2 separate regions of the Sus scrofa genome follow, and region 1 is linked to region 2. A link is a contact called in public Hi-C data. All regions are on one chromosome and are shown on one strand. The core of a region is the stretch at or near the end of the contact, and the rest is flanking DNA. Distances in the headings are between cores, read along the strand shown. Region 1 holds the start of SLC26A1 (sulfate anion transporter 1). Region 2 overlaps CPLX1 (complexin-1).

Evidence for each region. Hi-C and Micro-C count contacts between places; a contact is called where the count stands out from the background.
Region 1: a Hi-C map of liver shows a contact between it and region 2, with 4 times the contacts expected there. The contact joins the promoter of SLC26A1 here to the enhancer-like site in region 2. A contact is called at or near these places in 2 of 5 promoter capture datasets (fetal skeletal muscle and liver) and 1 of 47 Hi-C or Micro-C datasets (liver).

Annotation. Positions count from the first base shown.
Region 1 is chr8:342,140-348,686 of Sscrofa11.1, reverse strand. SLC26A1 (sulfate anion transporter 1) reads left to right here and starts at 2,732. Exons shown (of 3, transcript XM_021100851.1): 1 at 2,732-5,259. IDUA (alpha-L-iduronidase) reads right to left here. Exons shown (of 14, transcript XM_021100852.1): 3 at 1,730-1,815; 4 at 1,484-1,591; 5 at 1,129-1,224; 6 at 832-1,034; 7 at 491-670; 8 at 186-402.
Region 2 is chr8:193,145-200,299 of Sscrofa11.1, reverse strand. CPLX1 (complexin-1) reads left to right here. Exons shown (of 4, transcript XM_021100829.1): 4 at 563-2,422. The coding sequence ends at 760. Among named protein-coding and RNA genes, the nearest start is that of CPLX1, 35 kb to the left of the region's middle. Within about 2 kb of position 4,584, at least 72 of the 83 cell types and tissues checked have an H3K27ac peak or open chromatin away from gene starts, as enhancers often do. A contact at or near this core is called in fetal skeletal muscle and liver, where this site is marked.

The DNA.
Region 1 (6,547 bases), core at 1,483-3,982, 150 kb before region 2:
AGGAGGTCCTCTGGCCCCACCACAACCTCTGTGTCCCTCCGAGCTGGAGGGAGGGAGAGGGACACGAACCCATCTCCCCACTCCCCAGCAAGACACGCCCCCCCCAAAGGGCCTTTGCACAAGCCTAGAACAACCCCTTGTCCAGCCGCTCCCTTGACCCACCCAGGATCCAGCATGCCACTCACCCAGCAGGGCCAGCAGCCCCATGGCCGTGAGCACCGGCTTGCGCAGCAGCTGCACGTGTGGTGGGCGCGTGTTGTTGACCTGGAAGCGTGCGGTGAGCGTGCGCTGGGAGAAGGGGTGCGGGTGGTAACTCAGGAAGGCATTGTCGTTGCTCAGCAGCGTGTAGCGGATGGAGGAGCTGGTGTTGGCCACCAGCAGGTTCTGGTGCTGCGCGATGACCTGTCAGGTGGCCGGGACGGTCACTGCCAGGGCCGCCTGCCTGCCGCCCCCACCCGGGAGGAAGGCTGCTCCCTGGGGGCAGGCGCACCTTCACAACCATGGCTGCGTAGGTCACATCGGCCCTCCAGGGCTGTGGCAGAGACCAGCCCACCAGCGGGTCAGCCTCGTCGTTGTAAATGGGGGTGTCCGTGAACTTGGGGAAGAGCCGCTGTATCTGCTGCATCACCGCCACCTCCTGCTCCAGGATGTAGATGGAGCTGCCCGCGCCCTGCACCGCGGCCCAACCCACACAGGCCTGAGACCACCGCTAAGGGGCGGCAGGACTGCAGGCAGCAGGTGGGGACTGCAGGTCTGCCGCAGGCAGGGGAACCTGTGCTGGTGTTGGGTTAGGGGCTGGGGCGGCCAGAAGGCGGGAATCCTGGGCCATACCTTCTTATGGAGGGCGATGAAGTCTAGCCGCACGCCCACCTCCCCGGTGAAGAAATTGGTTCCGTTGTGACAGTGCGCCAGGAGGCCCCAGCACAATGGGGAGCGTGGTGGGTCATGGAAGGAGTCGCCAGGACCACCCAGGCGCAGAGCTGGGCTGGCAGCTCGCAGACCCTCGGAGCAGGCGTCGTAGTAGTTCAAGAAGCCTGGGTGGGAGGGACACAGAGTCCTCACCCCCCAGGTCAGAGGGCCACTGCCCCCCTCTCTCAGCTCCCGCAGGACCCCGGGAAGCCTGCCCACCTTGCAAGGTCATGGACACGTTGTCAAAGTCGTGGTGGTCCGGCTCGTTCCACGTCTCAAAATTCCACTTGGAAACGTGCTTGAGTCCGTACCTACCTGCAGAGAGTCCCTGCTGTGGCAAGAGGGGCCCTCCCCTGGGGCAGGGACACGAGTGCATCCCGAACCCCGGGGAGGGCACCCGCGGTGGGCGGTTTGGATGCGATGGCGGTGTCACTGGGAGCTCCCCCCCCGCCCCCATCAGAAGGCCTTGGCTCAGGGGGCTCATGACAAGAAGACCGGGAGATGGCCTGGGTGGTGCAGAAGGAAAGCCTGCCCAGAAGCGCCCCCATCCCCAAAGGGCATGGGCCCCACCCACCAACGTATCTCCTAGCCAGGAGCGAGACCAGGTTCCTCCACTCGAACACCTGCTGCTTGTCCTCAAAGTCCGTGAAGTGTCCAGAGGGGCTGCCCATCAGCTCAAAGCCTGCAGCACACGAAGGTGGCTGTCCCACTGCTCACCTGCCTGGCTCCCCCAGGCCAGCACCGAGGCAGGACCTGACTGGGCAACCAGGAGGACCCGGAAAGGCCAGGCCAGTGGGAGACGGTGGGGTCAGTGGTTCACCTGGGAGGAGCTGGTTCTCCCTGAGAAGGTCCAGGTATCGATCCAAGTGGGTGAAATTGTAGCTCAGTCCCTGTCCAGCTGACCTCCTGTAGAAGGACACTCAGTGTCAAGGTTGGGGGACGTGGGCCTGGGCCTGGAGCTGTGGCCACATTCAAGCAGCTAGGGAGCTTGCAAGGTGCCATTCGGGACTAGGCTCCAGGCTAAATAGGCCCCTCTCCTTGGCACACATCAACTATGTAAGCCTATTAGTCACTCACAGCCTAGTATGAACTCATGTGCCTGCACTGGAATCCCACCCTCAAGTCTTTGGGGGCTCAGAACAACCTGGGGCCTGGGAGTGGGACAAGAGGATGGAGACGGGGAGAACAAGGCGTCCTAAAGACAGCTGACGGAGAAGCGCAAGGCTGGAGGAGAACCTGGTGGGACTCTGTGGGCCCACATTCTGTTTCTCTGCACCTCCCGGAGGCCAGGGCCCCACATTTGGTTCGGCAGTACCTGGTCCCCCTGCTGCACTCTGAGAGACACCATGGGAGCAGGAGCGGGGCAAGGACAGCCTCCCCCCTGCACGCACTCCTCACATAGAAATGAACGTGTGACAACCAGGCCGCGGACAGGAGCCACGGGCCTGGGGCGGAAGAGGGCGCGAGTCGAGGGAAGGGAGGTCACCTGGTGCCTTGGGGCCACGTGAGAAGGGAGCCTGACTTGGGGCGAAACGGGGAGTCCTTTCAGAGATCCACACAGAGCAGGAAGTACCACAGCTTTTTTGTTTGTGTGTGGGTTTTGTTTTTTGTCTTTTAGCCTTTTCTAGGGCCGCTCCCGCGGCATATGCAGGTTCCCAGGCTAGGGGTCGAATTGTAGCTGTAGCCACCGGCCTACGCCAGAGCCACAGCAACTCGGGATCTGAGCCGCGTCTGCGACCCACACCACAGCTCACGGCAACACCAGATCGTTAACCCACTGAGCAAGGCCAGGGATCGAACCCGCAACCTCATGGTTCCTAGTCAGATTCGTTAACCACTGCGCCACGGCGGGAACTCCTGTTTGTGTGTTTTTAAGACATTATTGTTACAATTATTATGTTATTACTTTGCCATAATTTCCTCAGCTAGAGATTGAATCTAAGCTGCAGCTGGGACCTCTGCATAGCTACGGCAACACGAAATCCTTTATTTTATTTATTTAATTTTTTTTTGTCTTTTTAGGGCTGCATTGGTGGCATGTGGAAGTTCCCAAGCTAGGGGTCAAATTGGAGCTACAGCCGCTGGCCTACACCACAGCTCACAGCAATGCTGGATCCTTAACCCACTGAGCGAGGCCAGGGATCGAACTTGCGTCCTCATGGATACTAGTCAGATTCGTTTCCGCTGAGCCATAACAGGAACTCCCACACGAGATCCTTTAACCCACTGTGCCGGGCCAGGGATTGAACCCGCATATCCACAGCAGCCCGAGATGCTAAAGTCAGGTTCTTAACCCACTGCGCCACAGTGAGAACTCCAAGATTCAATTTTTTTTTTTTTTTTAGAGTGGTTTTGGGTTCACAGCAAAACTGAGGAGGTACAGAAGCTCCCCGCCCCCGCCACCGGCCTCCTCTCCACAAGCACAGTCTCCCCCGTGATCAACAGCCCAGAGCGGGATGCTTCTTACAACTGATAAACCTACGCCGACATCTTAGTCACCCCAAATCCACAGTTTACATTAAGGTTCACCTGGTGCTATACATTTTGGGGTTTGGAAAGACACATGATCTACCACCAAGATCATACAGTGTTTTCTTGGACCTAAAAACCCTATGCTCAGAGTTCCCTTGTGGCTCAGCAGGTTAAGGATCCCATGTTGTCACTGCTGTGGCTCTGGTTACTGCAGTAGCGCAGGTTCAAGCCCTGGCTCAGGAACTCCCACATGCTCTGGCTAAAAAGGATATTCATGCTCCCCCCACCCCACCAAACCCCTGATTTTTTTTACTGTCGCCATGGTTTTGTCTTTGCCATGATGTTTTGAAAGGATCCCTTTGTGGTCAGTTGCAGCAAGAGCAGGGAGCTGGAAGATGGCCCCCCGGGGACCTGGAAGAAGGGTCCCCCATCAGAAGGCCTTGGCTCAGGGGGTTCATGACAAGAAGACCAGGAGGTGGCCTGGGTGGAGCAGAAGGAAAACCTAGATGCTGTCTGCAGAGGCATCGAGAGGGAGCTGGGGCGGACGGGTTTACAAGTGGGAGGGACGGTGATGGACTGGAGGGGAGCTGGGACCGGGGGTTCAGCACAGCCTCTCCGACTAGGTTTCACTTTGGCGGAGGCCGGGAGGGATAAGCCGATGGAAGCTGGGTCTCAGGTTTGTCCACGTAGGGTGGACGCCCAAGGCTGGAGCCGGGTGAGGAAGCTGGTGCTCAGCGATCCCGCCAAGGCGAGGGAGGGCGCGGAGCAGGGCACTGAACCCAAGGTGAGCCCAGGCAGGCGGGGCTGGCGAGGCCCTGAGGGACAGAGCAGGGGGAGCAAAGGCACTGCCCAGAGGGGTGCAGCTGCGCCCTCTTGCGGCCGCCGGGTTCGCCCGGCGAGCGCAGGGAGAGGAGGGAGCGAGGCGGCGTTCCGGCCGAGCTGCTCTGGGTCGGTCAGTGCCCCTGTACCCGCCAGCCAGGCCACCCCAGCGCTGCCCCCCTGTCGCCTCGAGGATCTGGACGAATCAACATCTCTCTCCCTTCCGGGCTTCCTCTCCCCCCACTCTTCAGTGCAACGGTCAAGGACGAACCTGGGCTCAAGTCCAGCCGCCATGGACACAGGTGCCTCGGGCTCCTGCAGGGTCACAGAACCCGCTCGCTGGTGGGCGTGGGCTGCGTCCTCCCGCCTCTGGGGGGGGGGCGCCCCTCCCCCTCCAAAGGTCACAACCAGTAGCAAAAAAACCCGAAAAAAAAAAAATAAACTTAAGCGCTTGGGTAAAAATTAAATGGGCGGCAGCAGATAGGTTCCAAAGTCCCACAGGTGGGGGGTGGGGAGGGGGAGCAGGCGTGGGCGATGCACCTAAGCCCCGGCTCTGGGCTTTCTCCGCTGATCCTGGTGGCCTGGTCTGGTAAATGCTGACACCTCCCACCTCAGTGTCCTGGGGCAGCACCAGAGGAGCCCCAGCCCCAAGCCGTCCCTAGCCTGCCAGTAGGGTGGACTTGAATGTCCACAGACCCATCCAGCCTTGGCACCAAGGACTGCCCTGGGGGCCCGTAGAGCTGCCCCCGGGGACCAGAACCCCCAGACTTGGGAACCCTCTGTCTCCAACCAGTTCAGCCCCCCGTCGGGAGGGGCACTGGGGAGATCAAAGCTGGTGAGGGGCAGAGCCCACCCCGGCACTCCCCCTGCAGAGGCCGGACGGGGCGCGGCACAGGCCCGGTCGCCTCCCGCTCCTGGCCGGGCACGTGGGCCGGGTCCGCGGTAGCCGCACAAGGGCCTCATTCACCGCGCGCCAGCGTCTGGGGAGGCCGCACCAGGAGCCCCCTCATCCCTGGGCCTGAGCGCGTGCGCCGCGAGGACCAAGCAGCGCCCAGCCTGGTGAGTGCTCCGGTGCGTGGGGCGGAGCCCGGGGCCTCGCGTGCTCGGGTGAGGGACGTGGGGGCCGCACTTCCTCCGTGTGTGTGTGTGTGTGTGTGTGTGTGTGTGTGTGTGTGTGTGTGTGTGTGTTGCACTTGTGACTGGGGGCGCAGGATGGGAGGAAACGGCGTGGGGTGGGGCCGGGACCACCCGTGCTCGGCTTGGGGGAGGGGCGCGGAGGGCGGGGCGCCCTTGGCTGAGGGGGCGCTGGCCCGGGTGGGAACTTGGGCCCGCCGTGTGCTGCTGGGGGCCCGGGCGGGCGGAGCAGGGGGCGCGGGCGGGGTGGGAGATGCATGGGGCGGGATCGGGAGCGCTCAGAGCAGGCTATGCGAGGTGGCAGCGCGGCTGGAGGACACAGACCCGCCACTGGAGAGAACCTGCAACGCTGTGGGAGAGCAGAGCCGTCCTGGCCAGCTGGCGGCGGGTCCCCTCTTCTGGAACTAGGGCTCTGGGGCCTGGTTGACGGGGCCCTGGAGGAGAATGGGCCCCGCCCAGCCTCTTTGCACTTGCTGTAGGGATGCATTGCTTCCTTTCCAAGTAAGGGTCCCCAACAACTTAAAAGGGTGACACAAGAGGATGCTGTCCCACGTGGTCACCCCCTCGCACCTGCAGCCCCTGCGCTAGTGGAGAGGCCCACAGCTCAGCTGACCGCTGGGGTAAAGGGGGACAGTGGGCGTTGGCCAGCAAGGCCCCAGGACCCAAGACATGGGCCTCTGTGCCTGGCCAGACCACAGCACGCAGCCCACTGGCCTCAAGCACAAAGCAACAGGCAGAGGGACAGGGGGGAGCTGCAGTTCTTTTGAAGGACCTGAAACCTCAGCGGTAATTCTTCACCTGTTTCAGGCACCCAGCCTAGGGCAGGGCAGGGACAGCAGAAGGCCAGGTCTCTGCCACCCAGGCGGCCCTCAGGGCCCAGCTGACTGGATGGGGGCACACCTTGGCGCTGCTGCAAGCTGAGAACAGCCCCTCCCCGAATATCTCCACCACAGGTGCCCCAAAGCTAGAGAGCCCCTGGAAATCCCTGTCCCTGCCTCCAGGGAGGCAGGGGGGCCGCCACCCACCCCCCTCCATGCACCAGTTCCCTGCCCCCGTCACATCGCGGCACCACTGCTCCAGGCTCTCGGGAGCCCTCTATGATGCATAGCTTGGCCCCTGGCCAAGGAGATGCACCCAGGGTGATGAAGCCACCACCTGGCAGCCGGCGTCTCTCCCACACGTGCCATCCAGGGAGCTCCCTCACTGCCACTCT
Region 2 (7,155 bases), core at 3,335-5,834:
ACCAGAATGGGGGGGCACTCAGTAGTGCCCAGGAGTGTAGCCGAGGGCACACATAGGTGGGGTTCCCAGACATCTACCCGGAAGTGACAACTGGACATGGAGCAGGCAGAATGACCTTCGAGGGGCCAGGGTCTTGGTGGCATCCAGGGATAGTTGGCCAGGCATTAGGCTGTGGCCATATGTAGCCAGACAAGGATCTAGGCCCCGCGGGGCCGGCTGGACACAGAACAATGGCTTCTCTCCGCCACTGCCAGCGGGCGTCTCGGCCAGGCCTCTGTGCTCCAGGTCTACAGGCCAGGCCAGGCCGAGGACCATGCCTGCTTCTCTGAGACCTCCTGGTTGGGGACCTCTCCTTCCGGGAGTCTGGGTGGCCGTCCACTCCCGTCCTGTGCCTTTCTCTGCTGCTGCTGCTGCCTCTCGAGGCCCCTCCTCTGATCCTGCAAAAGCTGGGAGGGTCCAGCCTGTTCAGGCCTTGGGAGCGCCCCTCCTGGGGCTGGGAGGCAGGCCCGGGGACTCCAGTGCCTGATCCCCGCCTGCCCTCCGCCTGCCCTGTCCCCTGCAGTATGGCATCAAGAAGAAGGAGGAGCGTGAGGCCGAGGCCCAGGCTGCCATGGAGGCCAACTCGGAGGGCAGCCTGACAAGGCCCAAGAAGGCCATCCCACCGGGCTGTGGGGATGAACCGGAGGAGGAGGACGAGAGCATCCTGGACACGGTCATCAAGTACCTGCCTGGACCACTGCAGGACATATTCAAGAAGTAACAGCCACGGAGCCGGACAGCAGCTCGCCCGAGCCCGGAGCCCCTGCCCCCTCGCCCACCCCCAGTCCTGCCCTCCGCGGAGGCCCCTGAAGGGATGTCGGGAGCAGAGTGCAGCCCTCCAACACCAGTATAAGCCATAGTCCTGGGTCTTTCCGCCCCATGCCCCCCTTATGCCTTGGGAGCCTCTGCCCACCTCTCACCCCACCCCATCCCCGCACTGCCATCGCCACTACCACCGAGGGAGGGGCACCCTACCGCCCCACCCAGGGCCCCTGCGGTCTGCTGGAGGCTCTGGGGACCAGCCCACGTGCTCGTCTGGCAGCAGGTGGGTTGGACCCTCCCCCAGAGCCTGGGAAGCCCCTTTCTGCTCCAGCCCTTCACCACCCACCCAGCAGGGCCCTTGGCCAGGGCCACCTTAAGGGCCAGTCCCTCGACCACCTCTGCGTTGGCGGGCGCAAACTCAGGAGCACAGCCATAGTAGGGGGCAGCGGTCGTGCAGGCTGGGGTGGGGGTAGGAGAGGCCAGCAGCTGGCCCGGGCTCACTGCCTGGGATCAGCCTGGCCCCCCCAACCCCTCCCCCGCACTGACACCTGGGTTGCTGTATCTGTGTCTTCCTAGTGCTAGTCCCTAGTGCCTGCCCTCCACCTCCGTCCATCTGCACCCCTTACCTTCTTCGTCCAGCTGTCTGCCCTCCCGGCCCTCTTCTTGTCCACTCCTCTGGAAGCCTTCGATTCTGAGGAATGCCAGGGCCTGCGCTCTCCCCCACCAAGGGAAACACAAAGTGACAGGCTTGGGAAAGCCTCAGATAGGCGCTCATGCAGCCCCATAACTCCAGCTCCCCTGAGTCTGTCGGCCCGGCTGAGCCCAGCCCCACTCCCCTTCCTGGTTGCCATGACCCGTGTCCTCCGAGGCTGCTCTGGGGGTGGAGTGTCCTGCCCTCACCCTCTGAACACCCACACCTTCGCCCAGAACCGGGAGGAGAAGCAGAGCCCTGGGGACCGGGCGCTGGGTGCCCGCAGAAGCAAGCGGAGTCAGAAGGCCCGCCCCTGTCCTGTGCCGTCCCTGCGCAGATGCAGGCCCTCGAATTGGGGTTGGCGCCCCTGCCACTTGGGCCAGCCGGGGTCAACAGAAACAGCCAAGGGCCTCCCAACCCTCACGTTTCCTCTACCTTCGTTTAATTTGCATCACAATATGTCGAATCTCAGGTAATTGAGGTCTTACGTATTTGAGGAGTTTTATCGTGACAGGAAGCCTCTCGCCTCAGTCCCTGGGGCCTTTTCTGTCTCGTCGAAAATTCATCGTGTCCACGTGTCGCGGGCCAGGGGCGCGGGCCTCCCTAGCTCTTTAGAGAAGCCATACGACTAGACGCAATACGAACCACCACCGCCCCCCAGTTCCCAGCCGCGGGCGCGCCCCGCCTCCTCCCGGTCCCACGTCTTTTTTAAATGCCTGTTTTCACACGTTAAAAAGCCAGCTCTGAGCAGACAGGGCGCTATCTCTAGAAACCCCGCATCCTGCTCCGGGCGCGTGGGACGCCCAAGCAGCCGAGCTTAGTGTAGACCGTGGATGTCCCCGTCGTCTGTCCTGGCGCCCGTGACTCCTCCTGCATGCGGGGGCCTCTCCAGATGGAGTCACAGCCAATAAACACCACAGTGATTTCACGCGCGTGGCCGTCTGGAGTCCTCTTTCCCCCCGGAGGCAATGGGGCTGGGAGGGGCCCCGGGGTGCAGCCGAGGTCCTGCTGGATGGTTGGTCCCCACTTGCCCCCCCAGGCCCTGCCAAATAGGCCCAGCCCACCCCACCCCCTTCGCGGGGGCAGCTCTGAGGGCTCCCCACAGCCCTGACCTGGACTCCCTCCGCAGACCCTTTCTCCCTAAGGCTGCCCCGCCCGACTCGACATCCGCAGACCGGGTCCCTTTAGGGCCCCAGCCCCGCAAGTCTCCCCCATCTCTGGCCTTTCCTGTCCCACAGCCCTTGGGGCCCTGGTCCCACTGTGCTGACCACACTTGTCCCCCCACCCCCACCCCCTCCCCACTGGGCTGGGCCCAGAATGCTGCCCCTTTGCCTCTGCCTCAGAACTTGGCCAGCTGATCCAGGTTTTGGGCTCTACAAGCCACCGCCCCAGCACGGCTGCTCTGAGAAGGGGCACACCGAACTGCACCCCCGCCCCCGCCTGGCCTGAACTCCTCTCAGTGCTGAGCAACCCGGATTGCCAGTGACCTGCATCGCCTTCCCTCGGGAGCCCCGCGGCCCTTCCTCAGTGCCTGGTGGGGCAGATCTCTTTGCAGAGGGGTCCGCGGGCTCCAGGGAGAGGCACCCCTTTGCCTGATGCTTGCTGAACCCCCACAACGTGCAGAGCCCCGTTCTAGGCACCAGGGGTAATTGAGGTTCCTTTCTCCTGGGACTGATTTTTCCAGCGGCAGGAGGCAGAGGGGATGGTGAGGGTCGCTGTTTCCCTCTGAAGATGTGATGTGTGCACACAGAGGGAGCTCTGCAGGCCTCTGATGGAAGTGCATTCCAGGCAGAGGAATGGCAGTGCCAGGGCCCTGAGGCGGAAGCTGGCTGAGGACCTCAGAGTGGCCCTGGGACTTCTGCCACCACGCCCTTGGCTCTGGGCTTGCTTTAGGACCACTCTGCCTCTTTGTAGTCTCTTTCCTTTCAGAGCATTCATTTAACTCTATAACAAAGCAGACCACACTTCCTTCAGGGAAGTCCTCCATGCCTCAGGTAGGCAGGCAGATCCTCTGGAGCCAACCTGGGGCCGTGTTCTGCTCGGCATTGCTGTCTCTTAGGCACCTGGAACTGCTTGAGTCACAAGCCACTTAGCTATCAAGGCTGTCAGGACACTTTTTTTTTTTTTTTTTTTTTTTTGTCTTTTTGCCTTTTCTAGGGCCGCTTCTGCGGCATGTGGAGGTTCCCAGGTTAGGGGTCTAACCGGAGCTGTAGCCGCTGGCCTACACCAGAGCCACAGCAACACGGGATCAAGCCGTGTCTGCAACCTACATCACAGCTCAGGACAATGCCGAATCCTTAACCCACTGAGCAGGGCCAGGGATCGAACCCACAACCTCATGGTTCCTAGTCAGATTCGTGAACCACTGAGCCATGATGGGAACTCCCAGGACACGTTTTTAAAGATCTGGCAATTAAGGACCATTTTGTTTTGCTGTGCTAATCCGCAGCTAGACAAATCCTGCTGTCCACAATCGCTGCCAGCGGGTCTCAGTGAACCCTGGGTGCAGGCCACCTGTCCACACAATTTGGAGCCGACCTCCACTTCTGCCTCAGCCGGTTCTCATCAGGTCCTAAAGGAGGGACAGTCTCCGGTGAAGGGTGGGATGGGATCCCTCGGAGCCGGTGGGATTCAGGCCGTCGACCTGGGGCCGGGCTTGGGCACGATTGGGTGGGGTGAGAATGCGAGTCAGGCTGGGGGGGCGGGGGGGTGGGACCAGGGGCAGGAGCCCAGGCAGGATGCGGGGGGCGGGCTCGGGTGGGGTGGGGTGGAAGTCGGGCTTGGGGGGGAGGGGGGAAGCTGACGATGGGGCGGGACCGGAGGAAGGATGAGGGAAGCGGGCTGAGGGGCCGAGCTGGGGATCCGGCTGCAGCAATTCCTGGCTAGGGCCGGCCGACACGTGCGTGGCCTGGAGGATTGAAGGGCCTCAAGGAAAGACACCGCCCAGCGCCACTCAAACTGGGCGCTGAGCCTAGGCGTCGGGGCCAGGAGTAGGCCCCCTGGTGACCCCGGTCCCGCCCCCACCTCATTCCACCCCGCCCCTGGCCGGCCTCAGCCAATCAACGCGTGCTAAGTCATGCGGCTGCGATTGGCTCCCAGAAGGTCACGTGGCAGAAACCTAACAAATCGGGGCCCGGGAGACGCCAAAGAAGGAAGGGCGGCAGCCGCAGGGGTGTCCTCGGGATCGATTACCTAGTGTCTCCCCGGCGCTCTCCGGTCCCTCCCTGTGTCCTCTCGTCCTCCCGGTGTCCTCTGAGCCCCCGCGTTGGGAGGGCTGGGACAGAGAACCCAGCTGAGCCAGGACCAGGAACGGGACTACCTGGTTGCGGGGTGGGGCTGGGCCGGCGCAGCGCGGTCCAGGCGGGGCGGGCACTGGAGAGGAGATGCGCCCAGCCTGGTGCGCACAGGTCGTCCAGGGACGGGACAGCAGAGGATCACCACCTCCCGGTGGGGTCATTCCTCCCGGCCACCGGTGGGGTCATCCCTCCCGGCCATCGGCCCTGCCCCGGACTACCCTCACCCTTCTCCCCCGCCCCCCAGCCCCAGTTACAGGCGGTGAGGGTGTGAGGCCCAGGAGCTGGAGGTGAGGAGGGGGCTAGGGCATCCATTTGGCTCTAGCAGCCAGTGCCGGCCGTTGGTGGGTCTTTACTCTGCTGCGTGAGGCTCGGGGAAGAACTAGAATCCTACATTGCTCGTCCCTGAGGGTGGGGCCCCCACAATGCTGAGCACCAGACCCCCGTGGTGCCCAGGGTGATTTCTCTCAGCCCCAGAGGGTGAGGCATGGAGTGGAAGTTTAGTTTGGTTTCTGCAAAATAAACGTGTTTCTTGCACCCTTGAGTACGTTGAGATTTAGGCAGAGGATGATGCCAGTGAAGAGAGGTGCCCAGCCTGACTGAGGGAAAGGCCTGGAAGCCTGGGATGAACTGGGTGAGATCCTGGCAGACACTCCTGGCTGCCACCCTCCTGAAGCAGGAGACCCAGTGCCAGGGGTAGCTCCTGGGTACAGCCCACGTCATTCCCTCCCTGGCTGTCTCCTCAGGGCCCTCTGCAAAGAAGCCTTCTTGGAAAGACAAATGCTAATGAGTTGTTGACTGGCCTTTGAACCTGGCCCCCAAGCCTGGTCCCAGCGCTGACCTTTATTTTATTTTTTGGCCATGCCCACGGCATGGAGAAGTTGCTGCCCAGGGATCAAACCTGTGCTACAGCAGTGACCTGAGCCACAGCAGCGGCAATGCCAGATCCCCAACCCAGTAGGCCACCAGGAAATTCCACCCTGACCTTTAAACTGCCTCAATCTGCAGCTGAGTAGCACTGATGCACCTGCTCCTGCAGAGAGCTCTGGCCCATAAGGATGGCACCTGCTCTGTGTCCAGGTGCCCCAAACCCCTGATTCTCTCCAAGGAGTCCTACATTCTAGGGTGCATCAGCCAGAAGTCAGCCTCTGTCTGCACATGTCCACACAGTCCTGCTTAGGGCCCAAGAAGGGGTCTCACCCTGTCACACCTCTTGACCCCTCCCTCACCCACCCATGTTGAGGCCAGACAATGAACAGGGGCCGGGCCTGGCTGGACCTTCCAGGTTCAGACGGGAGACTGACAGTCCATACAAATTCTCTGACTTGCAGCTAATCCTCATGCAGTGAGCAGAAATAAAGTTCAATAAATAATCAAAAATCGGGAGTTCCCATTGTGGCTCAGCAGTAACGAACCCAACTAGGATCCATGAGGACGCGGGTTCGATCCCTGGCCTTGTTCAGTGGGTTCAGGATCCCTCGTTGCCGTGACCTGTGGTGCAGGTCGCAAATGCGGCTTGGATCCAGCATTGCTGTGGCTGTGGTGGAGGCTGGCAGCTGCAGCTCCTATTCTACCCCCAGCCTGGGAATTTCCATGGGCCCCACAGGTGCAGCCCTAAAAACACACACACACACTCAAAACTCACCACTGAGGAGGCATTTGGAGCTGGCTGGTGCAGGAAGCCTGGAAGTAAGAAAATGCCAAAGAACAAACCAAACCCACAATGATGGGGCATGAGAAGGGGAGAGAGCTCCCAAACCTGGACCAATCTGGGCAACAAAATAAGGTCCTGTTGGATTATGACCCGGGTATAGGGTAAGGGCCACGCGTGCACAGGCGCACACGGACACGCAAAAGCAGACGCAGACGGTCCTGTCAGGAGCCGGCCTTCGGTGTGGGCTCCACAGGGTGACTTCCTTCAGGGAACACGCTTATGGGAAGGGCTTAAGAGAGCACCTGCACTGGAGAAACGTGACAGACACCACCTCTGGGGCCCAAGGTCAGCATCAGCAGTGACAGGGCACTGTGATAGGATGGGATACACACACCTCTGGGGTCCTCCTCCCCCAGACCCACACCCCGAGTCTAACCCTGAGAAAAATAGCAGGAGGTCCCGCCGTGGCGCAGTGGTTAACGAATCCGACTAGGAACCATGAGGATGCAAGTTCGGTCCCTGGCCTCGCTCAGTGGGTTAAGGATCCGGCGTTACTGTGAGCTGTGGTATAGGTTGCAGACGCGGCTCGGATCCCGCGTGGCTGTGGTTGTGGTGTAGGCCGGCAGTTACAGCTCCGGTTCGACGCCTAGCCTGGGAACTTCCATATGCTGCGGGAGCGGCCCTAGACAAGGCAAAAAGACAAAAAAAAAAAAAAA